Regions from separate parts of the Mus musculus genome. Here all the other regions are linked to region 1. Evidence: chromatin contacts called from public ChIA-PET and HiChIP or PLAC-seq data. All regions are on one chromosome and are shown on one strand. Each heading gives the region's core, a stretch centred on a gene start, on an enhancer-like site or on the middle of the called end of the contact. The rest is flanking DNA. Distances are from core to core; before and after follow the strand shown. Region 1 has its middle 25 kb from the start of Gm34099. Region 2 has its middle 40 kb from the start of Gm2921. Region 3 overlaps Galntl6 (UDP-N-acetyl-alpha-D-galactosamine:polypeptide N-acetylgalactosaminyltransferase-like 6).

The links. ChIA-PET counts read pairs in DNA pulled down with a chosen protein or histone mark. HiChIP or PLAC-seq counts read pairs in DNA pulled down with a chosen protein or histone mark.
Region 2: an RNA polymerase II ChIA-PET map of memory CD8 T cells shows a contact between it and region 1, with 6 read pairs. The contact joins two enhancer-like sites. A contact is called at or near these places in 5 of 115 datasets of contacts at active chromatin or transcription factors (embryonic basal ganglia, embryonic stem cells and memory CD8 T cells) and 1 of 9 other capture datasets (embryonic stem cells).
Region 3: a BATF HiChIP or PLAC-seq map of CD8 T cells shows a contact between it and region 1, with 7 read pairs. The contact joins two enhancer-like sites. A contact is called at or near these places in 1 of 39 promoter capture datasets (the 3T3-L1 cell line), 5 of 484 Hi-C or Micro-C datasets (3T3-L1-derived adipocytes, beige adipocytes, bone marrow-derived dendritic cells and 2 more), 4 of 115 datasets of contacts at active chromatin or transcription factors (CD8 T cells, embryonic basal ganglia, expanded potential stem cells and 1 more) and 1 of 9 other capture datasets (embryonic stem cells).

Annotation. Positions count from the first base shown.
Region 1 is chr8:57,426,151-57,429,489 of GRCm38.p6, reverse strand. No RefSeq gene overlaps it. Among named protein-coding and RNA genes, the nearest start is that of Gm34099, 25 kb to the right of the region's middle. Within about 2 kb of position 1,674, at least 64 of the 459 cell types and tissues checked have an H3K27ac peak or open chromatin away from gene starts, as enhancers often do. A contact at or near this core is called in CD8 T cells and memory CD8 T cells, where this site is marked.
Region 2 is chr8:57,757,841-57,760,958 of GRCm38.p6, reverse strand. No RefSeq gene overlaps it. Among named protein-coding and RNA genes, the nearest start is that of Gm2921, 40 kb to the left of the region's middle. Within about 2 kb of position 1,603, at least 6 of the 459 cell types and tissues checked have an H3K27ac peak or open chromatin away from gene starts, as enhancers often do. A contact at or near this core is called in memory CD8 T cells, where this site is marked.
Region 3 is chr8:57,826,433-57,829,795 of GRCm38.p6, reverse strand. The region is part of intron 9 of Galntl6 (UDP-N-acetyl-alpha-D-galactosamine:polypeptide N-acetylgalactosaminyltransferase-like 6); the gene reads left to right. Among named protein-coding and RNA genes, the nearest start is that of Gm2921, 28 kb to the right of the region's middle. Within about 2 kb of position 1,260, at least 11 of the 459 cell types and tissues checked have an H3K27ac peak or open chromatin away from gene starts, as enhancers often do. A contact at or near this core is called in CD8 T cells and memory CD8 T cells, where this site is marked.

The DNA.
Region 1 (3,339 bases), core at 425-2,924:
TTATTTTTTTATTACAGGCTGTAGTTCTGCTTTATAAAGGAACAGGAAGTGAAAATAACCTTGGAATTCCAATCTTAAGTTGTTGTCGAGCGCCACCTGCTGTTTGTACTGAAAAGCAGCTTTAGAGGCGGGAAATATGCCTTTAATAAATACTTTAACCTATTGGCTATGTTTTACCACGGGAAAGAACCACGGCGGTGTTTTAGACAGCTGTCTGATTTTATGCAGGACTCAAGTCGTAGTAAAATAGCTCAAGAACAGTAGCTTACGCTATATTTCTTGAATTTCAGGTCCCGACTGTTCTTTAAGCCTACAAAAGAATTGAGTCGAAGTGAATTTCTGAAGAATATCCTTGTCCTTACTGCTGTTTCACAGGTGGACAAATAACATTTCCTGGACAGCCAACTGCTTTTTCCCCTGTATCTACACAGGATCTGTTTACTCTATGTGTCTCTTGACATGTGTGAATTGCAGTATAAATAATTTGCTACTGGTAATCGGCACAGATCATGAAAATTGCAAGGCAGGGGGTGACTCATTCAATTTTTATTGAATTATTGATTCTAAATTATTCATCCTCCCCAGCCTTTGCTCCCCTTTCCTGTGTATGCAAAAGACATACTTCTGGGCTTCCAATAGCTTCTTTGTCTTGACCAATGGGGCTTTCTTTGGTCAGTAGGGTGTGCTTTGAATGAATATGTGCCTGAGTGACTTCAATTAGGTCTGCCTTACCACTGACGGTCTCTACCAAAGCACAAAGCCTCCTCCCTCAGCTCCAGCTCCTGGAAGATGACATGGGTCACTGAACTAATCCCTAACAGAGGAGTTGAGCTTATCAGTCACAGCTGACCTATCTATGGTCAGCTCATGAGATGAATAGATGTTTTTTGTGTCTTTTAAATATTGTTGCTTGAGATCTTATTTTATTTATTTTACATGTATGGGTGTTTTGCCTGCATGCGTGTCTGGGCATCATCTGCGTGCAGTGCCCGAGGAAGGCAAAAGAGGGACCAGATCACCTGGAACTGGAGGTTGTTGGCTGATTGGGTTGGGTCTGGGAACTGAACCCAGATCTTCTGGAAAGGCAACCAGTGAGCCATCTCTGCAGTCCCTACACCTTTGTTTTTAATGTTTTCCAGCCACTTCTATTTTTCTAATGTTTAAAAGGCTTTAAATGTGGTAAAAATGTATACACATAAAAATCTATCATCTTATCAATTTTTAAGCGTACAGCTTGGTGCAAAATGCATTTATCTTGTGCACCCATCGCCACCGAATTTTCTTATCATTTCATCCTGTGACACGGAAATTCTGTATGCATTGAACAGAAACTTCCTGTTTCTCCTCACCTCTAGCACCTTTGGGGCACCGTCTTCATCACGACGGCCTCTATCAATGTAACGGTTCTCACGCCGTGACTTACATAGCCGTTCTCTTCTTGTGATTGATTTGTCTAGTGCAATGTCCTCTAAGTTCCTTCATACTGTTGTATATTTGATGTAGAATCATACTGTGCTGTGTATCTACTGTGTTTTGTGTATGCTTTCACATGTAGGTTGTTTCCTCCTGTGAGTAACTCTCAGCAACATTGCTGTGAGCCTAGCTATGCAGAACTCACTTCAAGTCCCCGCTTCCGATTCCATCGAGAGATGGGATTGCCAGATCATATGGTAACTCTGTTCTTATGTTGGTGCTTTCTACAACAGCTCGTCTCCCACCAGCAAAGCTCACCACATCCTTACTGACCCATTATGTGTTTCTTTTATGAGTCATCTTGATGCCTGGGAGGTGCTATCTCAATGTGGTTTTGTACAAACGTTTGCTTTTTAAGCTACGGAGGACTTGGGACTTTTTGTTTGTTTGTTTTATGTTCTTTGCTGTTGTCGATGATATTTTGTTTTGTTTTGGTTGTTTTCTGTGACGAAGGCTGACAGAGTTGGAACACAAGTCTGGCTGATTCCAAAACCTGCAGAAACTACCAGAGAAAAAGGGTATTGCCTCTAGAATGTGTTATTTAATTAATTTGTGATATGGGGAAAAAGAAGAGAGGGGGAGAAGGGAAGTGGTGGGGGAAGGGGGACCGGGAAAGGGAGAAACGGGAGGGAGAGGGGGAGGCAGGGGGAGGGAGATCACATTGTTAAGATTGTTACTCCCTCATTCTCTTTATGGCCCTTCTTTTTATCTTTGTAAAAATCACATATTAAGTCAAATGTAGTGGTGCATGCTTGTAGTCCCAGCTCTTGGGGGTGCAGGTGGGGGAATCAGAAATTCAGGGACAGCCTGGGTTACATGACATCCCGTCTCAAAGAAACCAAAAATAAAGTGTATGAAGCACTTTCTACCCTCTAATATAGTAGGACAGTGGTTCTCAACTTTGCTAATGCTGGTGACCCTTTAATACAGTTACTCATGTTGTGGTGACCCCCCCAACCAGAAAATTATTTTCATTGCTACTTCATAAGTGTAATTTTGCTACTGTTATGTATCATAATATAAATCTCTGATATGCAGGATATCTGATATTTGACCCCACACACACAGGATAGAGAACAGCTGTACTTGGCATTAAGCTTTTTAATGTTTGCAGCATGTTTCTCCTAGCAAATTTTAAGATAGAAAACATTTTTCCACTATAATCCCTATTTATAAAATGTGAGAGATAAAAAGTATTCATAATAAATTATTTATCTATCTATCTATCTATCTATCTATCTATCTATCTATCTATCTATTTATTTTTGATACAAAGCATTTAAGTGAATACACGAGGGGGCACTACCTGGGGAAAGAGGGGAACCATCCAGGGAGGGGCCAGGAATATGGGTCATGTCATTGTGGGAGGGGAGTAATTAAGTACAAAGTACACTGACATGTATATTTTAAAATATCACAATGAAACTATGCATGTTATGAACTATGTATGCTAACCTAAGACGAATAGATATCAAAAGAAAAATTTTTTAAATTAAAAATGATCGAATGGGGCTGGTGAGATAGCTCAACGGGTAAGAGCACTGACTGCCCTTCTGAAGGTCCTGAGTTCAAATCCCAGCAACCACGTGGTGGCTCACAACCACCTGTAATGAAATCTAATGCCCTCTTCTGGTGTGCCTGAAGACAGCAACAGTGTATCTATAATAATACACAAATCTTTAAAAAAAAAAAAAAAAAAGACTGAATGAAATAAAAGACCATTTCTGGATGCTTGCTGTGGTATTTTAATAACGTGGCCAGTAGAGGTCAGAGCTGAGTTTTAAAACATTGTCGATGGCAAATCATTTCATATCTGTGTTTACACAAGAGTCTGTTCATTCTAGGTGTCTCTTGATCTGTATGGAC
Region 2 (3,118 bases), core at 354-2,853, 330 kb before region 1:
CTGACTGCTCTTCCAAAGATCCTGAGTTCAATTCCCAGAAACCACATGGTGGCTCCCAACCATCTGTAATAGGATCCGATGCACTCTTCTAGTGTGTGTCTGAAGCCAGGTGCACTGTACTCATATAAATAAAAAAAGAAAGAAATCTTTTTTTAAAAATGTACCTGTATCAACTTTACTCAATAAGCTAGCTCCCAGCTCCAATGACTTTAATTTAGGACTTTCACTCTTAAATTATACAGTGCTCTAATGTTCTGTGCAAATTAAAATGATATGTAACTTTAAAATAGTAATAAAGTCAAATAGAATAACTATATATAAATGTAAGAATGAATCTGAAAGATAGAGAACATGTTTTATTTCCTTTGCAGGGGTAGGGGAGGAGTATTCAGTAATAGTATCAGACAGAACAAAGTAACACTATGGCCTACCATTAAAAATGTGAGATAGCTTGCCATCTACTTATTCTGTGAATTATTGATTGATTCATTAGTCAAGCATTTACCCAGTAGCTGGGAAATACTAGTTCACATGCATTTACCAAAGTTCATAATACTGCTTCCTGGCAAAGCTTTCCCCTGTGAAGCTGGTCACATAATCAAATTTATAGTAGAACCAGTCAAACGCTCTATAAACCTTGCCAGGGGCTGAAAATCCTCTTAATGGATTAGAAAACCACAGCCAGATGTAACATTTAGAGGAAAGTTATTCTTTATAATAATATTACACTCTGCTACTATTGTTTAATTAAAAAAAAACAACTAAAAAATTTAAAGCAACTGAAGATGACTCAGAAAAATAAGAAAATACTGTGTATTCTTAAAGTCTTCAGCCTTTACAGAATAAAAATGTGTAGTAATCTTCACACAGGAAAATACTAGGAATAGACACCCTTAGGAGTTCAAGATGCTGTCTTCCTTATTCCTAAATTCTCCCTCCTGGCCCAGCTAGCAAAGAGCGTGCAATGGTTCACAAGGGAGCAGTTCTGAATTCTTGTTGGTACGACTGACAGTCTCTTGAACCGTAACTAGATGTTTCACAGTTAATTTGTGGATAACCTGTAAAATCCAAATTTTCTGCACTTTTATTGAGTTAAAAGAACCTGAAACTTTTCCTAAAATAGTGTCTTCTCGGTGGTACTCTGATCTAGCATGAGAAGATGAACAATTTATTCCTGAGAATTGGAGATAAACTGCATTGTGACTGCAAGACATTAGCCATGTGAAAACCATCTATCTTATGTTTGATATGGCAAGATCTTTGAAGCTGTGTGATTTATAAACATAAGTTTCGCTAGTTCATAGTTTTAGAGGCTAAAGTTCCCAAGTCAAGTACTGTTATGTGATACTATTCCTGTAGAGGAATTAGCAAGCATCTACTCAACCCATATAGACAACCATTGACAGTTCAAAGTTCATATATCACACATTGGTATTTCACATTTGTGAACCAATAAGGGGGGGGTTTACTTACAGGTAAGGGGCTATGATAGGAGTAAAAATGACATCTGTAGCACCCAAGCCGGTCCCAGCATGGGTGACAGCTCACCAAAGCTGGAAACCTAGTGTGCATTGCACAACTGTAAGTAGATCAGAAGGTTGGAGAGAGCTCTTTCTAGGTAAGTCAATAGATCTGAGCTTCTTCCTGCCATCTTGGACGATCTCTGCTTCTTCCAGATAGTTCATCATTTTTTAATACCTATCAGCAGACAGTTCAGCTTGTTTCTAAATACATATCAGCAGACATTATAGCTTATATATGCTAGGAGAGAGAGAGAGAGAGAGAGAGAGAGAAAGAGAGAGAGAGAGAGAGAGAGAGAGAGAGAGAGAGAGAGAGAGAGAGGAGTTGTTTACTTCCTGAGTTTAAAGAGCTTCCCTCCAAGATGGGAGGTTTCAATCTCAGAGGAAATGGTTACAGAAAACTTAGTCTCTGGTAAGGTCCTTCTACTTTGTCACAGCATGCTAGACAGAAAGGCTGCATGAGGTAAGAGGAAATAAGAGAAATTACACTAATTCTTTAGTATAAACCTGTTCTCAGGAGAGCTTACCTACTCCTGTTAACTTAACCTACCCCATGAACCCAGCAAGAATCCCTTCATAAGAGCAGTTGTTTTCCACTAGAGTTTGTTCTCTGTCACTGTGATAAAAACACTTAAGAAAATCAAGTTTGGTAGGAAAGGGTTATTTCATCTTGTAGTTCTTAGTCCATTATCAAGAGAAAGCAGGGGAGGAATTCAAGACAGGAAGCAGCAGACAGAAGCTGTAGCACAAATGGTGGAGGAACATTGTTTATGGCTTACTTACCTTGGCTTGCTCAGCTTTCTTCCTTTTAAAGCCCAGGCCCACCCACCCAGGAATGAGGTGCTGCCTACAGTAGACTAGGTCCTCCTAAATCAGCCAGCAACCAAGAAAAATACCCCACAGATAAGTCTGACGGAGGCAACTCTGACTTCCCAGTTAGCTTCCGTTTGTGTCAAATTGACAAAAACTAGCCAGCACAACTGACCGCTTATGATCTTGACACATCACTACCGAATAACTCCCTTATCTTCAAGATATCATGTTAATATCGTAACATAAGGTAAAGCTCAGTCCTACTTTTAAAAGTCCCACAGTCTTTAAAAAAATTCCACACTTTAATAGCTTAGTGTCTCCTTAAAATATCCAAAGTCTCTCAAATGTGGGCTGCTATAAAACACAAAATCAATTTCATATTTTCTTATTTTAAAAAGGGAAGAACCAGGGTGCAATTACAATCAGTTAAAAAACAAAATTTAAATCTAATAACATAAATAGATCACGGTCTGGTTTCTGGAATGTATTTATGATCTTCTGTGCTCCAGGGAGCTTTAGAAGCCCCAATGCTCTAGGTGACCAATGCCACAGCACACACAGGTTGTCTTCTAGGCAGGGTGGTCCACTCCATATCTACTGCTCTCCTTAGTGGTCATCTGATAGGCCTTCCTCTAATATCTTGGGGTCTCTGCCGCAGCTGAAACTTCTTTTTTTTTTTCCTTTTTTTATTAGGTATTTTCCTCGTTTACATTTCCAATGCTATCCCAAAAGTCCCCCATACCCACCCACCCCCAACCCCCTACCCACCCACTCCCCCTTTTTAG
Region 3 (3,363 bases), core at 11-2,510, 400 kb before region 1:
ATAAACTCCATGAGATCACTAGATTACTGGAGATTACTCCAGAAATTACTAAAAATGCATAGACATAGGCAGAATCACACTAAGAAGGCATTAATACAAACTCCCTTAGTCCCAAACTAGACAAAATAATAGTGCTTATAGAATTTAAACCATTAATAAATATAGTAGGTCTAATTCACAAATCTCTTTCTGGAAACCAGATTCAATTTATCTTATTTTCAAGTGCATAAATTTGAAAGCCTAGTGATGTTAAAAAGAAATGAAATTTTGTGAGGTGTGTGTGTGTGTGTGTGTGCGCGCGCGTGCCTGCATGTATGTACAAAAAGACACAAAATAAAATTACAAAAGGAAATGCCTTATATACTCAAACCTGAATTCAAATTTGTAATTAAGTCATGGGATTGTTTTGTATTTTTTTGTTGTTCTTGTTGTTTTGAAAATCAAAAGGATATTCCTGAAAATAGTTTTATGTCTTTTTAAATATTTAATTAATTGATGTATTTATTATGTGTGTGTGTGAAGCAGCAACAACATTCATGTTAAGGAAGACTTGAAGGTGTCAGCTCTTTCCTACCTTGGGAGCTCTGTGTGAGCTCTGGAGATTACCTCAGAGAGGTAGGTGTCCTGGTCACAGTTCTCTTGCTGTGAAGAGACACCATAACAACCCTACCTTTTGTGAAGGAAAACACTTAACTAAGGCCTTCCTTAAAGTTTCAGGGGCTTGTTGCATTATTATCACAGCAGGGAGCATGGCAGCAGGCTTAGCAGGCTTGGGACTGGAGAAGTGGCTGGGAGCTACTTCCTGATAGGCCACATCTACTCCAACAAGGCCACATCTCCTCATCTCTTCAAACACTTCCACTCCTGGAGAGTAAAACATTTGAGCCTATGGAGGCCACTCTTATCAAACCACCAGTCCGTCTTAGTAACAAGACTTTGTCTACATCAGGTTTCTCTCTTCAAAAATATTCTTTTAGCCTCAATGTCCTATCAGCACACTTGATTGTCTAGTATAGACTCAGAATTCTTCACTAAATAAATAAAGCAAAGATACGTGGAGACATAGCTGAAGTCAATTGCAAGGCCAGGAGAGTACAAGGTAGGCCAAAGAGAGTGGATATCAAAGCCTGGTGTGTTCAAGTGGCATGGAAACCAAAAACAAGTGGATCATAATTGTTACAAATGAGACAGTGCAAACCTCATAAGGTTGTTATAATGCATTCACACATTGTCGTGGTTTGAAGAAAAATGACTCTCATTGGTTCATAGGGAGTGGTGTTATTTGGAAGTGTGGCCTTTTTGAAGTAGGCCCTGAAGGAAGTGTGTCACTAGTGGTGGGCTTTGAAGTTTCAAAAGCTCAGACCAACCGCATTTTATCTCTTCCTTCTGTCTGCTGATCCAATTGTAGAACTTTCAGCTACTCTCTAGTACCAGGTCTGCCTGTTTGCTGCTATGCTTCCTGCCATGATAACAATGGACTAAAACCTCTCAACCTGTAAACCAGCCCCAATTAAATGTTTTCCTTTGTAAGAGTTGCAGTGGTCATGGTGTCTCTTCACAGCAATGGAAATCCTAAGACACACATATAATACTATCACTAGCCAAGCATGGGAGCATACACCTTTAGTCCTAGCATTTGGATGCCAAGGCATGTGTATCTCTATGCACTCAAGAACATTCTGGTCTACATAGTGACTTCTAGGACAGCCATGAGTGACTATACCTAAATTAATGAAATAAATACATTTTTTAAAGAAAAATAAGAGAACAAAACAAAAGCTTTGTAAGTGATGTTACAATGTAATTTTTCTTTGTAAGTCAGTTTACAATGAAACACTCTTCAAAGGAGCAAGAGAAAACTAGAAACACAGTAAAATCCCTTGACCATCATGAACAGTTACTAGGATCCTCAAATCACCATTATGAAAAAGTGACACTTAAACTCAAACAGTTAAGCGCTCTCCATGTGTATTCCAGGATGCCTAGAAGGTCATTGTACTTGAGGGTTGTTTATGCAGATGTCTAGATAATTAATTCAAAAGGAAAAATAGAAACATCAACATTTTGTAATCCATCCAATGCAGTACTAATTCAAGCAGCATTTACCACTAGATGGCAACCACTTGAGACAAATATAAGTACAAAATATTTACTATTCAATCATCAAGCTATCATCACCTCAAGCGCTCGATCAATTTTAGCATCTATGAAATACACACACAGTTTGTGAAGGAACAGACTATCGAAAAACATCTCTCTGAAACATTCTTATGGCAAAAATAACAACAAATAAACTTCCCATGTTAAAGGCTTTAATTCCAACACTTGGAAGCTGAAGTAGAGTATGTTTACCACAGCCTGGACCACAAAACACCACAACATGAGACCATATCTCAAAAATAAAAACAAAGTTATTAGATTACACTTGTTCAAGCTTGTAGCTATAAGTTCAGTCTTCAGGAAATGCAGGAGTAGAAGAATCTTTTTAAAAGTTTCTTTTTAAAGTCCCCAGAAGTAGAGACCTAATAGCTTAAGTCAGATCATGGTACAGGCCAAAAAAAAAAAGAAAAAAAAATAGGAGAGACAAGTGTCATAGATTATAATATTTACAAGACAACACAAAAACAATGAAGTGACACTTGACAGAATTATGAATAAAATAAACTATCTGAAAGAGGGTTACATCAAGACCAAAGACATGTATGGATGTGAAAGTACTGGATATTGGTGGTATAAGAGCCTCTCTCTGTCTCTGTCTCTGTCTCTGTCTCTGTCTCTGTCTCTGTCTCTCTCTCTCTCTCTCTCTCTCTCTGTCTTTCTGTGTGTGTGTTTGTGTGTGTGTGTGTGTGTGTGTGTGAGGAGATTGACTAGTTAAAAATATCTTTCAAAGCAAAAGGTATTTGGAAAGCAATAAAATAATAAGACAAAATACTAATGGCCTTCTAAGTTCACTGATCAGCCCGTAGGCGAGGAATGTTTAGTTGTATATACCTGTAATCCCAATGCTTGGGAGATAAAAGCAGGCAGCTCAGAAATTCAACATTGTTCCCACTTATAAAATAAGTTCAAAGCCAGTCTAAAGAGGGTGCATGTCTCAAAAAAAATAGAAGGAAAATGCATAATCGAGGTTTTTGTTAATGTATTTTCTTTTAAGACATGTGGAGACTATAGTGGAAAAGCAAGCATCGGCATGTTTGGGAGAGACAGTCAAACATCAGCACTTTCTTATTACTTATACCCTAGGGCTAAATTCGCTAACGTATATTAAAACATATTATGTCACCCTATGGTGTTTGAATGAGATAATGCCTGAAAAATATAATATAACATTATGCTCAAAATTTATACCTGAGATATTTATTA